Regions from separate parts of the Sus scrofa genome. Here region 2 is linked to region 1. Evidence: chromatin contacts called from public HiChIP or PLAC-seq data. All regions are on one chromosome and are shown on one strand. The core of a region is the stretch at or near the end of the contact, and the rest is flanking DNA. Distances in the headings are between cores, read along the strand shown.

What was found. HiChIP or PLAC-seq counts read pairs in DNA pulled down with a chosen protein or histone mark.
Region 2: an H3K27ac HiChIP or PLAC-seq map of skeletal muscle shows a contact between it and region 1, with 4 times the contacts expected there. The contact joins the promoter of CNBD2 here to the promoter of EIF6 in region 1. A contact is called at or near these places in 2 of 2 datasets of contacts at active chromatin or transcription factors (alveolar macrophages and skeletal muscle).

What each region holds. Positions count from the first base shown.
Region 1 is chr17:38,640,239-38,646,728 of Sscrofa11.1, reverse strand. EIF6 (eukaryotic translation initiation factor 6) reads left to right here and starts at 2,834. Exons shown (of 7, transcript NM_001243577.1): 1 at 2,834-2,892; 2 at 3,126-3,237; 3 at 3,375-3,460; 4 at 3,941-4,116; 5 at 4,618-4,794; 6 at 4,995-5,176. The coding sequence starts at 3,131. It overlaps FAM83C (protein FAM83C), which reads left to right. Exons shown (of 4, transcript XM_021078085.1): 4 at 1-1,744. The coding sequence ends at 287.
Region 2 is chr17:39,240,459-39,247,334 of Sscrofa11.1, reverse strand. CNBD2 (cyclic nucleotide-binding domain-containing protein 2) reads right to left here and starts at 1,960. Exons shown (of 13, transcript XM_021077743.1): 1 at 1,588-1,960. The coding sequence starts at 1,938. SCAND1 (SCAN domain-containing protein 1) reads left to right here and starts at 1,707. Exons shown (of 1, transcript XM_003134419.4): 1 at 1,707-2,879. The coding sequence starts at 2,144. The coding sequence ends at 2,683. It overlaps PHF20 (PHD finger protein 20), which reads right to left. Exons shown (of 18, transcript XM_021078131.1): 18 at 4,762-6,876.

The sequences.
Region 1 (6,490 bases), core at 1,585-4,084:
GACCAAGCCCTGCTCGAAAGGCTGGAGTGGACTCTGGGGATGAGAAGCGGCTGACTCTGGGCCACAGCAAGCTGGACCTCATCACCAAGTATCATCAATTGCAGGGCACCAGGCAGGGACCTGAGCCTGGCCTCCTACGGGGCCCCACAGGTGGCCATCACAATGGCAATAGCAACGGCCTGTCTGAGAATGAGAAACGGTTGACCCTGGGCCACAGCAAACTGGACCTCATCACTAAGTACAACAAGTCCAAGTTCAAGCTGCTCCGAAGCCGCTTTGAGTCCTAGTCCTGCTCCTAGAAAGGACCTAACTGTCCTCCATCTACTGAAACTCTAGTTTTGCTCAGGTCCCAGAATCATGGGTAGGAGCTTGGGCAGGGGCTGTATGGGGAGGAGAGGGAATCTAGAAGCCCAGGTTAGCTATTCCCTCAGCTCAGGATTCTTGCCCACACGCACATGCACACACACAGGGAAACAGAAGCCACGGTTACTTGGCACCTGCCATTTGTCACTATGCTGGGCACATCACATCATTACATCTTATCCTTCATCCTCACAACACCCGACAAGATAGACATCTAGTAGTTATACAATTCTAGGATCATAAGTATTATCTTCCCTATATTATAAATAAATATGGAGGCTGAGACCCAGCCAGTTTGATGACTTACTTGGAATCAGGTCCAGGTAAGTGGCAGGGGCTCAAACCTGTGTCTCTGACTCTTAATTTCTTATGACTGTGTTTCTGCAGAGACAGGACACACAATATCAACAGTTCACATGTCCCCATGCACTTGAAATCCATATACCATAGAGATACCTCCAAATGCCTGCACAATATATACAGCACACTGACAGGATGCACAGCCACAAACTGCACACCCACCAATGCAGTCCCTGCAATAAACCAAAACACTCAGGATTCTAGTTATAGGTACTCAGTAAATGCCATTCGGCTAAATAAATGGCTACATTCCGTGCACACCATAGATCATTCGGGATCCATCGACCATAAATATGCACATAACCACACACACAAACAAGCGTGCATGCACCAACCAGTGTCTCTTTGTAAGCTGTGTATCCAGTCCTATGCTGTCATACCATAAGGCTGACAAAAGCATCAGATTCAGTCCCTGGGAGACAAGGATTAAATGCATAAACCATTGGTGAGCAAGACAGAGCTGTAACTAATTAAAAGCTAACCAGTGACAGAAGGTGGTAGAGAAAGGAGGGCAAAGAGTAGTGGTGATGATGGAGTGGTGAGAAAGTTTCTTAGAAGAGGCAGCTTTTGAGCCAAGCCTTGCAGGGTGGGAAGAATTTGGACAGATGGAGGTGAGGGTTAGCAGAACTCCTGGTAGAAGTAACCAGGTGAAGAGAGGCCTGGGAGAGGACTGAGGGAGTGGGTCTGAGATGAACTGGGGAGGATGGGGAGGTCGTGGATACTCAGAGTCTGACACACACACACACACACACACACACACACACACACACACACACCATTTTGCTGAGTGTCCCTAGAAATATAGGCTCCCTCAGATAGGGTCCTTTTCCTGAGCTTGCCACCTGCCGGGGACTGTATATGTGATACAAATCAATAAAAGTGGACATGCTATGACCCAGTCGCAGCCTAGTGTATCCTGAGGAAGGCGTAGTTATAAAACTGCAGGCTGGGGACTGGGGAAGGGCATCATCCAAGGAGGGCTCCCAGATGGAGGAGAGTGGATGGCTGCAGACGGCTGGGGGTGGGGTGGGGGGAGGATAGGGGCTCCAAGCTTCCCTATGCCTTCTCTGTGAGTGACATTCTGAGAGACTCTGGGGCTTTTGCAGATTCTATAAAATGTGGGCCAAATTCATGCCCTCCAGTCCACCAGAGCAGGTCTCCTGATAGCTACCTTCTATGAAGTGGGGAGGGGTGGGGTAAGGGGGGGGGAGGGGGAGCAGAAAGTGGCTGCTTTGTGTGATTAAGCACGTGCTAGGGGCACATAGTGGGAGCTCATCAGCCCCCACACCCTTGCCCATTCTGGGTCCTCCCTGACACTGCTTTATCCATCCTCCCCCCTGCAATGGTTTCCTTTACTTCTCTGGCCGCACCTCCTTCCTCAGCCTCTGTCGCGGCCTCAGGTCTCACTTCTGCCTAGTGGACACGTTTTCCATGAGTTTCCTCATCCACCCCAGGCTTCAGTCCCAAATCTCAGCCTTTCAGTCTCTCCAGGGTTCCAGATCAGGCCTGAATATCTGTCCCGCACTTCATTCTATCCCTCACCTCCCCACACCTGCTCTTCCTCCACAGACTTTACTTCAATAAATACTTTCATCAAACAACCCATCTTCTGGAAGACATCCTTTTTTTTTTTTTTTTTTTTAAGGGCCGCACCTGCCGCATATGAAAATTCCTGTCTAGAGGTCGAATTGGAGCTACAGCTGCCAGCCTATGCCACAGCCACACCAGATCCGGAGCCCCCCTGCTGCGATCTTCACTTTGAGGCGACTCCGGATCATTTAACCCACTGAGCGACGAGGTCAGGGATTGAACCTTCATCGTCGTGGATACTAGGCGTGTTCTTAACCCGCTGAGCCACAACGGGAACTCCCAACTCCTCCATTCTGAGGCCTCACGTCCAACCAGCATTGGTCCGGACGTACTTTCTACCTAGCTCCTGATAGAATGAGCAAATGAATGAATGCGAGCTTTGTTGGAGGCGGGGCCAGGTGGGGTCGCAATCCTATTACTTGCAACCATAGAGTCCGCTCGGAGGCCAGAGCTAGAGTGGCCGCATGCGTGGCTGGGTGTGCCGCGCTCTCTCGGAAGTCTCCTAGGGTTGAGGCGGAAACGGGGACCTAAGGAGGGTTGGGGAGGACTGCTGTCGCGTGTGGAGATTGCGTTTACCTGGTGAGCGGTTGTGGCGAGAGACCGAAGGCTCAGCTCGGGCCGCCCTGCGTCGTGAGCGGTGGGGGCCCAAAGATTCGGGGCGGAAGAGTTTGGAGGGGCGCGGTGGGCGGGACCCAAGGTCTGAGGGCCCGAGACGGCCAGGGAGGGGCGCGGCGGGCCTGACGCGCAGCGGCCAGGGGCTGGACCCGGGAGAGGATCCGCCGCGCCTGAACTCCCGTCCCCCCAACCCTTAGGCCTCATGGCGGTCCGAGCGTCGTTCGAGAACAACTGTGAGATCGGCTGCTTTGCCAAACTTACTAACACCTACTGCCTGGTGGCCATCGGAGGATCAGAGAACTTCTACAGGTGCGTAGGAAGGGAGTCCGGGCCCGCGGGTATTGTATGGGTGGGTGGCGGGGAAAAGTGCTTGGAGTCGGGGGCTGCGGCAGAGGGAGGGCTCAGGCCCTTAGGCTCCTGTGCCCACCGAGCTCATGTCTCTACAGTGTATTCGAGGGAGAGCTGGCCGATACCATTCCCGTGGTTCACGCGTCCATCGCCGGCTGCCGCATCATCGGCCGCATGTGTGTGGGTAAGCCGGATGGAAGACGCCGAGGGAGGGCGTGGAGCTTCCCAGCGCCTCCCTAGAAGGGACCCTTAGTGACCCGGGGATTTCCAGGCTTTCATCTATTATCGCCGGAGATTGCAGAATCCCTCAGGCCCGGGCCAGACCAGGCTTAAGTGCCAAAAGATCAGGGGCCATCCCTGGCAAAGGGGCTTCTGGATCATAGTAATCACCAATAACATTAAGGGGTTTCACTTTTACACTTGTTTCATTCCTTTTTAACGAAGATCCTGAGAGGTAGGAATTAATGATCTAATTTGACTGATGAGGAAGCTAAGACTCAAAGAAGCCTGGTGAATCACCCAGTTCCACACCTAGTGTGAGGGAAGATTAGATTGTCCTCTCTCCTAGGCCACTGACTCTGGGCAGATTCCTTGGGGCTCAGCAGGCTTCTTTTGTATTCATGGTCCATCCTTGCCTCATCCCTCTTAATATGGGTCTCTCCAGGGAACAGGCATGGTCTCCTGGTGCCCAACAACACCACCGATCAGGAGCTGCAACACATTCGCAATTGCCTCCCGGATTCAGTGCAGATCCGGCGGGTAGAAGAACGGCTCTCAGCCCTGGGCAATGTCACCACCTGCAACGACTACGTGGCCTTAGTCCACCCAGACTTGGACAGGGTGAGGCAGCCCAGTTTGGCCCAGAGTCACAGGCTATTAGCATAGACAGTGGTTAGCCACTGTTTTTGCCTATCAGGCAGGAATTAGGGGTCTCTCTTGCAGTCTCTTTTTATATCTGGGCTCCTGCAGTTCAGGCACTCTTTGGAATATTGTGATCAGTGTCAGGAAGAAGCTAAGGAGGGTATTAATCCTTTCAGAGTCAGGGAAATTAATCCATCTGGTCCTGCAAGGTGACTCTTGAATGTGGGTTAGAGGGAAGGAGGGTCATGTGGAGACCAGCCTCTGGCTCTTCGGGCATGTGTGGATATTAGACACTCCATAGCTGGCCTAGACTCTGCTCCAAGTTGTATTCCCTCCTTTTTCCGGGCGAGCTTCCACATGCAGCTACCTGGCAGAGGAATGAAGCTTAGGGAGTCACACCCTGGGTGGATCTGGGTGTGGAGGCCCTGGGTTCTTTGATCAGCTTGTTCTTAGCCCAAGCACTGCACCTTTGGCTGACAGGAAACAGAAGAAATCCTGGCTGATGTGCTCAGGGTTGAAGTCTTCAGGCAGACAGTGGCTGATCAGGTGCTGGTAGGAAGCTACTGTGTCTTCAGCAATCAGGGCGGGCTGGTGCATCCCAAGACTTCAATCGAAGACCAGGATGAGCTGTCCTCTCTCCTTCAGGTCCCCCTTGTGGTAAGCATTCCTATTCTCTGGCCCCTGTCTTCTGCTGGAGCAGACCCCTTTTGCCCAGTATTCAGGAATCTGGGTTATTACCTGTCACAGTTTGGGGTTGGGGCTGAGGGTCAGGGAGCAGGGTTTGGTGAGTATCCTCATAAAGCAGGGGAGAGACTGGCTGTTGGTGCTGAGATTCACACTGAGCTGTCCCTTGGCAGGCGGGCACTGTGAACCGAGGCAGCGAGGTGATCGCTGCTGGGATGGTGGTGAATGACTGGTGTGCCTTCTGTGGCCTGGACACAACCAGCACAGAGCTGTCAGTGGTGGAGAGTGTCTTCAAGCTGAACGAAGCCCAGCCTAGCACAATTGCTACCAGCATGCGGGATTCCCTCATTGACAGGTATATGGGCCTCTCCTTTTGAGAGGAGGGGAGGGAGATGCTGCCTGTAACGGGAGCCACGCTGTATTAGTACTGGTAATTTCTTCTGCATGTGAGGCCACCTCTGCACACTGCTGAGCAGGCACAGGGTATAGTTAGCAAGCAGTGCTGGGTATCTGCCTATCCCCATCTCTGAAGACTCTGGTTCAGTGTATCCCCTCTCTGTCTGTCTTATTTTATAACTGACCACGTTGTTTTGTAGTTTGTATCATCCTATGTGTTGGTGTTTCCAGCCAGTAGACAGAAGAGAGCTTTTTTGAGGGAAGGAGGGAAGGCTGCTTTTAGAAACTGAGGCGACCCTAGGTGCCTAAGGAACTCAGGGTTGTGAGGATGGCATCAAAATCATAGTCATCTGGACTTATGTGGATTCAAAACAAAAGCAGGTTCTTGGCCTTAACCCTGGAGATATTGGGGTGGTGGGCTCTAGAAGCTCTTCCTTTGGAAGAGCAGCAGGTGCTGGATATTTAGCATTCCCCCCACCCCCACCGCTCCATTTAGGCTCCTTCTCAAGGCATAGGATAGAAACTCCAAAGTAGAGCAAGTGGCCAGTAGTAGTAAGAAAGTGACTCCTTTCTTACCAGGGACAAAATTTCCCTTCATTTTCTCTCCTTCATTCATTTAGTAGCCTGATGGTCATTGACCCCTATGGACAAGGCTCCATGTGGGATAGTTAGGCAACTTTGTGCTACATCATGGCTCTGAGGGACTCAGTGCAGCAGGTAAGAGAAGATGTAGTGGCCAGGAGTTCCCGTCGTGGCGCAGTGGTTAACGAATCCGACTAGGAACCATGAGGTTGCGGGTTCGATCCCTGCCCTTGCTCAGTGGGTTAACGATCCGGCGTTGCCGTGAGCTGTAGTGTAGGTTGCAGACGCGGCTCGGATCCCGCGTTGCTGTGGCTCTGGCATAGGCCGGTGGCTACAGCTCCGATTGGACCCCTAGCCTGGGAACCTCCATATGCCTCGGGAGCGGCCCAAGAAATAGCAACAACAACAACAACAAAAAGACAAAAAGACAAAAAAAAAAAAAAAAAAAGATGTAGTGGCCACATAGCCACTTCAAAGATGAAATATCTGGTGCCTTACATGGCTTCAGAAGTTCCCATGAGACACTTTGTGGAATCCAGGAAGGTTTTGTGGAGGGCAGATCATTTGATCGGGGCTTCAGGGAATGAGAAGATAATTGGATATGCAAAGATAGGGTGAGGAAGCACTTCAGACAGACCCAGAGATGGGGAAGTGTGAAAGGTGTGAAGGGGAAAGGTTTTATTCCCAGAGT
Region 2 (6,876 bases), core at 711-3,210, 600 kb before region 1:
AGTACATCCTATGGGAGAGGCAAGTTTTATACCAGAGCCACTAGTATGTTGATGGTTGTTTAAACGGCCCATTCATTCTGCACAGAAATCAAAGGGACTGCAAGTGTCATAAAAAGCTTTCATAAGGGACCCGTCTCGTTCCTTAGTTTCCCTGTCTGTGAAATGGGGATACAAAGCATGCATCATCTCACTGACTTTTCATAACTACTAATGACATAAGTTCTATTACATCCAAAATGTACAGACAAGAAAACTCAGAAACAGCAGTTTAATGAAGACAAATATTTAAACAGCCCTTTCTTTCCAAAGTCTTTACTATTTAATCCTCTCAACAACTCTGGCCTATGGCAAATAGATTGGGATTCCACCAAGGCAGCCTAATTCCAACAGGGTAGCACAGTTTTACTTTTCAACATATATGTAATGGAAGCCATATATATAATTTAAAGTTTTTGGATTTCCCGTTGTGCCTCAGTGGGTTAAGAACCCAACTAGTATCTGTGATGATGCAGGTTCCATCCCTGGTCTCATTCAGTGGGTTAAGGATCTGGTGTAGGCCACATAGGCAGCTTGGGATCTGGCATTGCTGTGGCTGTGGCTTAGGCTGGCACTGCAGCTCAGATTCCACCCCTAGCCTAGGAACTTCCATATGCTGTAGGTGCGCCCCCCCCCATAAAAAATAGTTTTCTAGTAGGTCACATTTAAAAAGTAAAATGACACACATGAAATTTGACATTTATATACATATATATATATATTTAGTACCCATGGCATATGGAGGTTTCCAGACTAGGGGTCGAATCGGAACTGTAGCTACTGGCCTAAGCCACAGCCACAGCCACACAGGATCCCAGCGGCATCTGCAACCTACACCACAGCTCACAGCAATGCAGGATCCTTAATCCATTGAGCAAGGCCAGGGATCGAACCTGTGTCCTCATGGATGCTAGGTGGATTCATTAACCACTGAGCCACGACAGGAAATCCTGAATTATATATTTTATTTGACTCAATATATGCAAAATATTATCAATCCAACATGTAACAACAGAAAAAATTACGGCGACACTTTATCTTTTTCATACCAAGTCCTGTATATATGTCACGTTACAGGACATTCCCTTTCTGACTAGCCACATTTCAAGAACTAACGAGGTAAGCATACATACCTAGTGACCACTATATGGCAGTACACATTTAGTCTATTTAGTAATCCTAAAATTAAAAGCAAAACCTACAGCGCCACCTGTCCCTTGATTCCAGAGGACACGCAAAAAAAAAAAAAAAAAAAAAAAGTTCTTCAGCATTTACTTTGTGCCATGAGAAGGGCAAGTTTTACTCTGTGTGCTGAGGATCTTACACACGTTATCTGTGTCACTCCCTCTACCAGGCAGGTGTACTGCCCTCTTTCGACTGAGCGAAAGAACTTTCCCGAGTTGGGCCCTCCCCCTAATGCCTGACAGTCATCCCGCCGTCCCTTCTCTGCCACCTGCTGGGCCCCAGACCCCGCGAGCTCTGGCTCGCCTTCATCCCAATTAGGGTCGGGTAAAAAGGTGCGCATGCAGAGGCAGGGGCGGCGCAGGTCACCTGCCGGCCGAAGCCACCAAGTCGCATGATGACCCTTTTGGGCCCCTCCTCCTTGGGCCTGAGTAGGCGTTCCGGCACCGGCTCCTCCCCCGACTCCTCCTCCAACTCCTCCTCAGAGTTCTCCTCCTCAGAGTCATCCTCCGACACCTCCTCGGGTTCCTTCCCCGCCTCCTCCTTCTCCTCGAACTGGTGCTCGGAGGCGCCACCATCCCGAACTGACCATTGCACGCTTAGATTAGCCGGGTGCCCTGCTGTGGCCGCCGCCTCCTGGCGGGACTCGCGAACGCGAGGGGGCGCCGCGTCCTCGAGCCCAGACTCGGCTTCCGGGCGCTCGCGCACCGAGGTCATCATAGAGAAGCCAGCGGGGACGACCACTTCCGGCCGCCCCAGCCGCTTCGCCGGCGCTGGTAAGCTCACGGCGCCCCCCGCCCGCCTCCCTCAGGGTCTCGCGGACTCCGCCCTCTAGCGGAAACGTCTCCCTCCTTACCCAGCCCCCGCGCAGACGTAGTGCCGCGCCCTCAGCTGCGGGACAAAGAGTGACGTCCGTAGCGGAGTTATGGCGGCCACCGAGCTGAGCTTGGCGGCTACCGGGAGTCTCGCGCTGCCGTTGGGGAAAGAAGAAGGGGCCGGCCCGAGCTCAGGCCCGGAGCGTGACTCTGCGGACTCCTTCTCGACTCCTGAGGCCCCACCGCCTGCCCCCAAGCCCTCCAGCCCCAAGGCCGAGGTCGCCGAAGAGAATCCTACGCCTCACTCGGCCGCCTCCGCCTCCCTGGAGCTGCCCCTCGGGCCCGCAGCCCTGGGCTCCGCGTCGTTTGCCGAAGCAGCTCCGCGCTCACCCCCAGGCCCTGGCGGTTCCCGGCCCGGCCCAGAGACGTTCCGCCAGCGATTCCGGCAGTTCCGCTACCAAGACGCGGCAGGCCCGCGGGAAGCGTTCCGGCAGCTGCGGGAGCTTTCCCGCCAGTGGCTGCGGCCCGACATCCGCACGAAGGAGCAGATCGTGGAGATGCTGGTGCAAGAGCAGCTGCTCGCCATCCTGCCCGAGGCGGCGCGGGCCCGGCGGCTTCGCCGCCGCACAGACGTACGCATTACAGGCTGAGCAGCCGGGCTGCCGGCGGCCCGGCTCTCCATTCTGCGTTAATGAAAAACGAGTTTTGGCTGTTCCTGCAGTCTCGAGTGTCCTTTTCGGTCGTCCTTTGCAATGTTTATTTCCCCGAGCCTATTTCCAACCTTTCTGACTGGTGGCGAAATCAAGTTGGGAGCTCATGAGAATAAAGCCTTTCTTATTCACTTGACCTTCGTAGGTTTTGTGGAATCATTGGGTTGGCTAGGCTTGGGCCTCCACATCTGGGAAATTTTCTCCTGCGCGTTCCCTAGGACCCCACTTGGGTTTCCTTTGTTTGGTAATGTGGGTCCAGCAGCCTGGGTTCCGTATTCGCTCTACCCTCTCACTAGCTGGAATTTGAGCTTGTTTTCCTACCTAAGAGGGTAGATGATGGTTATAGTCTTACCTTATGACTGTGGGATGGTGCAGACAAATTGTTAGCTCTACTAAATACTCGTTTAAGTGGCCATTGCTGTATCAATACTGCCAAACTACTTGTCCCACCTGCCTGCCCTTTGGGCACTGGCTTCCCCAAAGGCCCAATTCATCAGGCTATTTTTTTTTTTTTTAATAGGCAAGAAACAGATTTATTAGGATAGGACGCTTGTGAGAGAAGCAAGCGGGCAGGTGAGCAAGCTTCACCCTGGAGGATACTGTGGGCCAGTTTTATCATCCATGGAAAGTGGGATTGGAAAGGCCCGCCTCTTCCTTCCTGGGAGAAGTAGCTCCTCCTTAGTATCTGATAAGGTGTGTATTCAAATCAGCTGAAGGGCGGTCCTCAAACTCTTGCTCTTGATCTGAATCTGAATGCAGGCCTCTGCGCATCCCCCACCTGAGGACCTGAGGCAATTCTCGCACCTCCACCCGTCTAACCAGCAAGCCTTGTTCTGATGGCTTTCTCCCAACGTCCCCCAGGTTTCCTTCTTTCCCTACTGGGACTTCTACAACCACCCAGGCCTACTCTATCCCTATCATGATCTGAGCCATGTCTGTGACCTACACCTGAGCTCTCCAGATTCTCGACCCACTGAGAGAGGCCAGGGATCAAACCTGCATCTTCATGGATACTAGTCAGATTCGTTTCCGCTGAGCCACAATGGGAAATCCATCAGGCTATTTTAGTAATTGTTTTAGCGCAGGTCCTTACAGAGATAGGCTAGTTATTACTGTTTGTGAGTCTGGTTTAGGCCTCCAAACTCACCTTAACAAATTTTAGGCCTCACAAATGATTTAAGGGGCAGATATAGTGTGAACTAATGGATTACGCTGCTGGAGCTACTCATTTTAATGTCTCTCCAACTGCTTCCCTAATTGTTCAGGAAGGGAAGAAGGAATTTAGTAAGTAATAGGGAAGCTCTGCAATATAACCCTAAAGCCTACTCTGTTCCTTGAGTCTTCTGCCCACCCAGGAAAGAGTTTCATTAGGGTTCACAGACTGGATTGGTCTCAGAAGGGTCCTAGTTGCAGTGGGTGCCATCTTTTAATGTAAGAAAGGCCAGACTTGTCTTCCCTGCACCACTTTCAACAAAAAGCTAAGCCTGTAGCTCACCACAGTACATCTGCCAGATTGGGCTAGAGGCTGGTAAGGGTCATTTTACTTTTTAATATTAAAGACACTGGAGTTCCCGTCATGGCTCAGCAGAAACGAATCTAACTAGGAACTGTGAGGTTGCGGGTTTGATCCCTGGCCTCGATCAGTGGGTTAAGGATCTGGCGTTGCCGTGAGCTGTAGGCTGCAGACATGGCTCGGACCTGAGGTGGCTGTGGTTGTGAGGAAGGCCAGCAGCTGTAGCTCCCACTGGACCCCTAGCCTGGGAACCTCCCTATGCCAAGAGTGCGGCCCCAAAAAGCAAAAAAAGAAAAGAATAAAAAATAAATTACTAAAGACACTTAAATGAATTCCAAAGTATTTTGCATACTTCCTTGGGATTTTGGATTTGAGCTTGCATCTGCCTCCCTGCAGAAGATAAATCTATTTAGAATGTAAAAGAATTCCTTTAAAAGATAATGTTTATAGAAAATTAATGCACATTAAAAATAGGGTAGAGAACTATAATTCAAAAACAAATGACTGAAACATAGCAACAAAAACCTGCTTTATTTTTTTCCAAATACAGATACAGAAGTTTGCATGTTTTGCAAATATTGCTTCAAAGCAACATTTCTATATACAGCGCCTTCTGTTCTAATAGCGTAAACAGATATGTATCCACAGTGCAATGTTGGCTGATCAAGGGTCCACCTTGCATACACTCATTACTTAAAGAAACAAAATGATTAGTCAAACCAGAACTGCTTGTGTCAAGGCAATTTTTTTTTTTTTTTTAAATAGGTGGATGGTTTTTCTCAAAAGAAAACTTAGGTAGTGTACATATTTCTAAATGGTAACAGTAATATTTGCAAATAACAGTTTCCAGTGCTCCAACTTGCGGTTAATTCAACTTGACCCAGGAAGTGGGGATAGAGTCCCGCAACATGGCTTTAAATTAGGGAAGCACACTTTATCAGAACTTGGAGTCATCTCTGCCTCCCTAAGGACAAAAGTGACAATGAGTGAAATGGGATTATTTCCTTTACAAAAAGCATACAATAAACCCAACAATGGCCACTTGGCAAAATTAGGGTAATTCAGTTTCTGCTTCCATCTTTAATAAAAACATGAGATTGACTACCTTAAAGTTACAGCTTCCCCAGAGGTGATGCCCAGATGTGCTTTCAGAAAAGAAAAAATGGTAATCCAAATAATTTAAGTCACCATACCTCACAGTTGTAGCTACCGAAAATCATCCTGTTTCTTCCCTTTTCAGACGAGCATCACACAGTTATTACAATGTGGCTGTCTGATAAATTAAGCAAAACATAGATGTCATGCACACTCCTTGAACATTTCCTCCCACACCAGAAATACCAACGTTAGCAATGGGAAACAACCCTTGAAGAGGAATTGTGTCACCTTTATTATAGACGTCATAGCCACATGTATTCCCTCTGATGGATAAGCTACAGCAGGTCAACTTGTCCTAAATTCATTTTATATCAAATGATGAATTAAATCACTAGACAGAGCATTCCCTGAAACAAAATCTTGGTACAGAGGCCTTCATGACCACAACGACCTGTGCCTTAAAGCCTAACCATTCCAAAGGTTGCTGGAAATACTGTCATTGCTATTGAGATATTGGCTACTTTTCGTTTACATAGTAAATATTTGCAGCATATAACATTACAGATTCATAAACCCATAATTAACTCGTGAGTGTTAATGGACAACTGTGCTTTGATTTTTGCCTTCAGTGATAAGAAAACTAAATGGTGAAATGGGTCACTCCTCAAAGCACTGAGCATTTTCTTAAACTTTGCCTGGTAAGGAAAAACAATTACAAAACAAAAACAATTACATGTGGAACCGTAACCTGTGAGAGTAACAAATATTGTCTCAAAAGGTACAAATTGTACCTGGACCTTAAGCAGCATAATCAACTTGATCTCACAAAATAATACAAACAGGAAATTTAAAGTGTTAAAGTATATTAAAACAATTCCGAAAATGCCAGGTACTGAACACATACCCTCAGGGAAGGAGAAAAGCGGCACATTTAGGATCTGGTGTGTTTACAACAATATAAAATAAGGTAATTCCCCAAACCACATTCTCTGTATCAAATCTTTACAGTGAAAGAGTTCAAAATTTTGGGAACCACTTTTTGGACGTTAAATAGAACTGGTAAGCTGTCAATATGAAGAAGTGGGTAGAAAACGCTGTCCCTTTGGGTTCCAGACCCTGCCTGCTTCAGTTTGGAATTCCTCCTAGATTCTTCTTACAGTGAGATTCTAGTTCTTCCACAGGCTGTACGGGCTCTGCTACAAAAGACACACGACCCAGCTGATTCGGGGGTGAAAGCATACAAAATTTGTCCTCAGTACCAGGAAGTCATGAAAGAGATGTGGTGAGAAAAGTGAAGAGTCCTAAGGAGAAGGCAGGGCAGCCAAGGCCTCTGGTCCTTCCCAACCTCCACAGAATGGTGACGTCACAACACTCCCATGAAGCTGGAAAAATGAAAATGATGTCTGCTGCCTAAATCCATGCCAGGCAGAAAACCAGAAGGCTTGGCATGTGCCCCAACCTGACAGAAAAGTCAATTAAATAAGCTGCAAGTTGAATTTACAACTGTTTCCGACTAAACTTT